Linked DNA regions of Mus musculus: region 1 is linked to region 2. A link is a contact called in public promoter capture Hi-C data. All regions are on one chromosome and are shown on one strand. The core of a region is the stretch at or near the end of the contact, and the rest is flanking DNA. Distances in the headings are between cores, read along the strand shown.

What was found. Promoter capture Hi-C pulls out the DNA fragments that hold promoters and counts their contacts.
Region 1: a promoter capture Hi-C map of stem cell-derived epiblast-like cells shows a contact between it and region 2, with 2.4 times the contacts expected there. The contact joins the enhancer-like site here to the promoter of Capg in region 2. A contact is called at or near these places in 3 of 39 promoter capture datasets (embryonic stem cells, liver and stem cell-derived epiblast-like cells), 2 of 115 datasets of contacts at active chromatin or transcription factors (both in embryonic stem cells) and 2 of 9 other capture datasets (adipose tissue and embryonic stem cells).

The regions. Positions count from the first base shown.
Region 1 is chr6:72,756,332-72,760,105 of GRCm38.p6, reverse strand. All of the region lies in intron 3 of Tcf7l1 (transcription factor 7 like 1 (T cell specific, HMG box)), which reads left to right. Among named protein-coding and RNA genes, the nearest start is that of Gm31249, 18 kb to the right of the region's middle. Within about 2 kb of position 1,570, at least 16 of the 459 cell types and tissues checked have an H3K27ac peak or open chromatin away from gene starts, as enhancers often do. A contact at or near this core is called in stem cell-derived epiblast-like cells, where this site is marked.
Region 2 is chr6:72,547,718-72,551,151 of GRCm38.p6, reverse strand. Capg (capping protein (actin filament), gelsolin-like) reads right to left here and starts at 1,879. Exons shown (of 10, transcript NM_001042534.3): 1 at 1,651-1,879.

The DNA.
Region 1 (3,774 bases), core at 321-2,820, 210 kb before region 2:
CAGTCGGTGGCGCTGTTTGGGCAGGTTTAGGAGGTATGCTTGAAGCAGGAAGTGTTTTCACTGGGGACAGGACTTGAGGTTCCAAAGGCTCCCACCAATCCTAGTGTGCTCTCGGCTTATACATAAAAGATGTCAGCTCCCACTTCCTGTTCCAGCTGCCAAGCCTCCTCTCTGTTGTCATGGTCTTTTATTTCTTTGGAACCATAAGCCCAAATAAATCCCTTCTTCTAAATGATATCATAGTTATGGTCTTTTATCATAGTAATAGAAAATAACAGATGTAGAAGGTGGGATATTGCTGGGACTGCCCGGCCATGCTGTTTTTTGGTAAAATGTGGAAAACTTTAAGATTTTGAACTAGGAAAGCTGTAAGCAGGAGCTTAATGGGCCTATTAGAAGCCTCGAAGGCAGTAAGTAGTGCTGAGAACAGTGTGGACTATAGAGGCCCAGCACAAGAAGTTTCTGAGGGAACAGTATTAGTAACTGAGCTAGAAACCATGCTTGTTTGTGATATCTTATCAAATTGGCTGCCTTCTGCCCTTGGCCTAAGTACTTGTTTGAGGCTAAATTTAAAAGTGATCAACTAATCTCTTTGACTGAGGAGATCTCAAGGCAGCCTCATGTTGACTCTGTCATGTGGTTATCAGCAACCACTTTTCCCCAGGTCTACAATGGAAAAAAGGGGCAGAAAGAAATACAAAATTTGGAGAGAACAAGGACACCACCGAGTTAATATCACAGCCAAAGCTTGTCCTAAGAGACAAGGAGGCAAATGCTGGAGTGATGGGAAGGGCAAGACCCTGCCCAGCTAAGCTTCCAGCTTACGAAAGGGCTTAAGGCATTTTCTTTTCTGCTCCTGAAAAGCGATTGCACGCAAGCCATTGCCAATGTGGTTCAAGGGACCAGGGGCCATTTCAAACTGGGAGCTGAACTTGGCGGTGACACTTGGCTCTAGATTCAAGATGGATGTAGGAGTTAAGGGATAATGGAAATGCCCTGCATGGTTTCAAAAAGCCACCATGCCCAGGCTGGGTATGGCAGGGTCCTCCCTGTCCAAAGGCTGTGAGAGGGTAAGAGTCCTTGAGAGACTGATAGAGTCCCCAAAGCTGTGGAAGTGAATCCTGGGTTGTGTTGGAGATCTTACAGCTGTGGGATGTCTGTGAAGGAGAGAGCTGCACGTGGGGAGTGAAACCAACCAAAGAGAGATGTGTGCACTGCTCGGAGGATAGAGCCAGTCAGGCTGAGTGACACTGGGCACAGAGCTAGAGAATTTCATGTTTGCCTTGTTGGGTTTTGGTCTTGCTTTGACTCAGTATTTCCTCATTCTGCCCCCAGTTCCTCCCCTCTGGGATGGTATTGTAAATTCAGTCCCACTGTACATCGGAAATATGTAATTTGCTTTTTTGAGTTTCCAGGGGATTCCAGTTAAACCAGTGCCTTGAACTGCAGAAGAGATTTTGGATTTTTAAATGGCCAGAAAGATTAAAGGCGGAGCAGAGCCATTTGCATTATAATATAGTCAAGAGACTTAAGTGGCCCGGGAGCTAGACCTGGTGGTTTGAATGGACTATACCCCTCCCTCCCTCCAATCTCAGGAATGTTTGGTTCTCAGTTGGTGGCGCTGTTTGGGTTGGTTTGGGAACTGTGGCTTTCCTGGAGGAAGTCTGTCACTTGGGGTGGCGTACTTCCTGCCATCCCTAGTGGTTTTCAGCCTTGTGCTCACAATAAAAAGATCTACTCTCTCTGCTTCCTGCTCCAGCCGCATGTTTCCTCTCGACTGTCATCAATGTGTATCCTGTCAGCGGTTCCCTGCCCTCCACATCATCCCCCTCCCTCATTCTGCCCTCCACATCATCCTCCTCCCTCATTCTGCCCTCCACATCATCCCCCTCCCTCATTCTGCCCTCCACATCATCCCCCTCCCTCATTCTGCCCTCCACATCATCCCCTTCCCTCATTCTGCCCTCCACATCATCCCCCTCCCTCATTCTGCCCTCCACATCATCCCCCCTCATTCTGCCCTCCACATCATCCCCCTCCCTCATTCTGCCCTCCACATCATCCCCCTCCCTCATTCTGCCCTCCACATCATCCCCCTCCCTCATTCTGCCCTCCACATCATCCCCCCTCCCTCATTCTGCCCTCCACATCATCCCCCTCCCTCATTCTGCCCTCCACATCATCCCCCCTCCCTCATTCTGCCCTCCACATCATCCCCCTCCCTTATACACAAGATAGACACATGGAAAAGGAAAGACAAAACAGTCAGGAGGTCAGAGATGGTCGTTGACACCCGCTGCTCTTGCATGGAATTCCGTTCCCAGCACCCACTGGTCAGCCCACAACCTCCTGTAACTGCAGTTCCAGCAGACCTTTGACCTTTGTGTGCATCTGAATGCATGTGATGCACATAAGCTTACATAGACACAAACACAATGCATGCATTAAGTCTACCACATTATCCAACAGTCCCACCACGGGGTATCTGTCCCAAAGAATATTCAAATCTGAATCCCAGGAAGATATATGTTCTCATGTGCACTGCAGCCTTATTCACAATGGCCAAGCTGTGGAAATGATGTAGGTGTCTGTCTCTGGAGGAGCAGGCCCATGTGTACTCACAGTGAACTATCATCATCAGCCGCTCACAACAGAGCTCTTACGATTCAACCTCTCGATCAGACCCTGAAACATTACAAGCAAACTAGCCTCATACAAACAATACTGTGTGATTCTACTTGTATGAGGACACTAAATCAGGAAATTTGAAGCGAGATGTAGGCAGATGATTGTTGCCAGAGAGTAAGGAGCGGAAGCTGTGGGGAGATGTTAGTCAATGGATTGTAAGTTACAGTCACACAGGATAAGGTGTGGACATCTGGTGTACAATATTGTACTGATAATTAACAATGTGTTGTTAACTACAAATGTGCTAAGGGCCGGTGAGATGGCTCAACTGCATATCCAGTGCCCTGAGTTTGATCTCTGGAGACCCTGAAAGAAGGCAGCTAGATGCAGGAGTGTATAACTTTAATTCCAACACCCCTAGGTAAGATGGGAGGCCCAGAGAGGGAGGATCGCCTGAAAGCCAGCCTGCTGGAAGTAGCAGGAAAAACAGGAGATAATCTGCCTACAAACAAGGCAGAAGGGGAGAACCCACACCTGAAAGTTGTCCTCTGATCTCCAAACACCCGTCGGCATGCGTACACCTGAACTTACATACAAATATGAAATTTTTTAAAGATTTATTTATTATATGTAAGTACACTGTAGCTGTCTTCAGACACACCAGAAGAGGGAGTCTGATCTCATTATGGATGGTTGTGAGCCACCATGTGGTTGCTGGGATTTGAACTCTGGACCTTCGGAAGAGCAGTCGGGTGCTCTTACCTGCTGAGTCATCTCACCAGCCCCGAAATAGTTATTTTTAAAACTGTCTAAAGAAGGCAAATTTATGCCGGGCGGTGGTGGCACACACCTTTTTTTTTTTTTTTTTTTTAAAGATTTATTTATTTATTATATGTAAGTACACTGTAGCTGTCTTTAGACACTCCAGAAGAGGGAGTCAGATCTCGTTATGGATGGTTGTGAGCCACCATGTGGTTGCTGGGATTTGAACTCCAGACCTTTGGAAGAGCAGTCAGTGCTCTTACCCACCAATCAGTAATGAGATCTGATGTGATCCGATGCCCTCTTCTGGTGTGTCTGAAGAGAGCAACAGTGTACTCACATACTTTAAATAAATCTTAAAAAGAAATATAAAAGGGCTGGTGA
Region 2 (3,434 bases), core at 630-3,129:
CATTGTCACATCATCCTCTGCTTGCAGGTTTAGAGCACATCTGGCCACCTTCTTGTGCTAACAACAGCAAGGCACACCTGCTACCCTATCACAAGCATTCATGACAGAGTCTATTATTCACTTCCATTCCTTCAAGATCTGTTGGGGGGGGGGGGCTCAGCATGAGGAGTAGTCCATGCCTTATGGCCTACCTAGAAGGTTCAGGAAGTGGGGAGCCATCATACCCAAAGAAACCACAGACCAACTTCCTCCCCATCAGACCGTCACATAATCACAGACCGGCATTAGAAGAGGCTTTAGTGCTTAGATAGTCCTTAGCGCACACGAACGAGCCCTCTTCTGTGGCTCACTTCGCCATCCTCCTCTTGAATGCTTCTGGTGGTGGGAAACTCACCACCTCACAGGCAGCCTCTGTGTCTTTCACTGGGAACGGGAAGCATGCCGGGAACCAGACCCAGGGCCACAGGGCACAGCTGGAAAATGCTCTACCACTGAGCTACATCACAGCTGGCCACCTCTGCTGAGGACTCCGTTTTCCCCCATTGTGCCACAATGTGATGAGTTTTAGGGGCTGGCTTTCTCCCCGAGACATGAAAGCACCTTTGGAGCAGGAAGCTGAGTTTGCCTATGGACCTTTGGACACACCTGACTGTGCCCGGAAAAGTGTCTGATTGTCCTAACTTGCTGAGATCCAATGACTGGACTAGATGAAAACCAACGGGATTGCTTAGGATCTCGACATCCAGGCAAGGCCTGGAGCAGCCTTGAAGCAGAAAGCCAGAGGGCAACGAGGCCCATCTGACTGTCGTGAGCAGTGGGGGGGAGGATGTGTGCCCTGCTGGCTAACTCTGGCTAGAATACCTTTTAAGGACACACTGGGGGCTTAGAAGTGGAGTCCACTCCTACCTCCAACAAAATGCTTGATCCTATCAATGTGCATCAGTGGCCCAGTACTGAGGAAAACTGGGGCTATTTTTGCCCTCTTGGACCCTGACTCACAACAGGTCACTTCCCCTCAAAGACCATATCCGCCCCGTTAGTGTGAGCTGAAATAGCGGCCCTAGGGAGGAAATAGAGGGCCAATTCAAGAAGCCCAGGACTTTCTGACTGTGGCCAATGTCTCTTAGAAGTGGGAACAGCAGTGGCTCTGAACCCCCAGGACAGGCCAAAGCAGATCCCGCTCCCCACACCCCCAGATTCTACCTTCATCTCTCTCCACACTGGTCCCCAGCCAACCCTCTAACTGGGGGCTGGCTGACTGTCCCTCAAGTAGCTGAACCTACCTTGTTCCTTCTCAGTTCCCTTCCTTCCAGTTGTCTGGGCCCAGGATAGTGCTATCTTGGGGACAGACACCACCAGATCTGAATTCACCTCCCGACAGGTTGATGGCTTCTGGGGATCTCTCAGGTCTGACACCACCTCCTACAGACCAGGATGAGCCCAGACCCTTCAGCTCCTCCCCAGCAGCTAGAACACATCCCACCCACACCCACTCAAGACTCTGCAGCTGCAAAACTACAGCTAATGACCTGAGCTGACTTACGCCTGGGGACACCGTTCCCACCTGTTCCCGGACCCTAGCAGCCAGCCCTCACCTACCCACTCATGAGAGTCCTAGTCCCTTCTCTACAGAGCCCTTCCCAGTTTTACCTCTCCACGGGCCTTTTCTTCTCAAACTCGTCTCAGCTTGCCCCTCGATAGCTAGCTTCTAACTTCCCTCTTCGCCACTGGGCTGCCCCACCCACCTGCCCCACCCATGGGGAGGCTCAGTACTCAGAAGTCTAAGGGCTCAGGAAAGCCAGCTCCAAGGCTGGGCCATGCGGATGGAAGGCTGCTATTTCTCAGACATGGTCACTGGGAGGTTAAAGCCTGACTAGGTCTCATCACAGCGGCCTCGGGCAAGGCAGATTCTGAACAATTTAAAGAGTCAGACCAGCAAGGAAAGTCCCATTCCACTCACTAGCCCCGGCAGAGGCCTGAGTCTGCTCAGGCCCTGCTGTGGCTGGTTAGTCACTTTTCCTGGGTTGGGTCACTGGCCCTACACTACTTTTTCCTCCTCCCCCTGACTAGTTGTCTCATTGCCCTGAGTACATGTGATGATGACCTACTCCTTCTCCCTCCTCCTCTTCCTCCTCCTCCATTCCCCTTCCCCTCCTCCCTCTTCCTCTCCTTCCTCCTTCCTTCTCCTCTTTCTCCTTTTGGTTTTTCAAGACGGGGTTTCTCTGTGTAGCCTTGGCTGTCCTGGAAATCTCTCTGTAAACCAGTCTGTTTTTGAAGCAAAGTTCCAAGAGAGTGTTTGAGGCCCTGACACATTCTCTCTCTGTGTGTGTGTGTGTGTGTGTGTGTATGTGTGTTCATTTTGGTGTTTTGTTTTCGAGACAAGCTCTCATGTAGTCAGGCTAGCCTCTAAAGGCAGCTCAAACTGGTCTTGAACACTTGACCCTTCTGATTCCCGGATGCTGGGATCACAAAAGTGCACCATCGTGACCAACTGTTGTTTGGTTGTTTTACTGAGACAGCGTCTCACTTTGGCACCCAGGCTGCTATGAAACTAAATCTGTAGCCCAGATTGGCTTCAATGCTATGAGAATCCTGCCTCTGCTTCCTGAACACTAGTGATTTACATGTAATGAGGCACCACACAAGGTGTCTTGAAACATGAAGTCTCTCTATGCCCCTTAGCTAGGCATGGTGGCTCTTGCCTTTAATCCCAGCACTCGGGAGGCAGAGGCAGGTGGATCTCTTGAGTTCCAGGACAGAGGGCATATGGTTTCAAGCTCAACCCAAAGCAACAGCCGCTCCCTTCGCACAGTCACAGGACCATAATATAGAATCAGTCTGATCTAACTTGCTGGCCCCAGGAAAGCCTTACCCTGGGGCACAGCCCGAAGTCACATAGAAAACAGGACGCTCAGTCAAGGAGGCTCTTATTCCCTCCTAATCCCTAGGTCAGCAGTTCTCAACCTCCCTAATGTGTGACCCCGCAATACAGTTCCTCATGTTGTGGTGACCCCCCCAACCATAACATTATCTTCCTTCTACTTCATAACTGTCATTTGCTACTGTTATAACTCGTAATGTAAATACTTTAGAGATAAAACTTTGCCAAATGATTCATGACTCACAGGTTGAGAGGTTCAGGAATATTTGCACCTAAGGAGCAGCTACAGTTGGGTGACTCAATGTCCAGGGACCCTGACAGGCCCATCCTGGAAGAATGTTAGTCAACAGTCAGATCCATAAGTCCACTAAGCCATAGAGTTTAGTGTTCAGAGTCATGGCCCTGGCCCAGGTAGCACCGAAGCAAGCTTGCTAATTATCCAACCATCAGACCAGCCTAACCTATCTCGGAGGCTGCTAGGGGAAAGCCTGGAGAAAACAGAGCACAGAGTGGATATGGGGAGTTGGTATTTGCTTGCTCATTTGAGACTGAG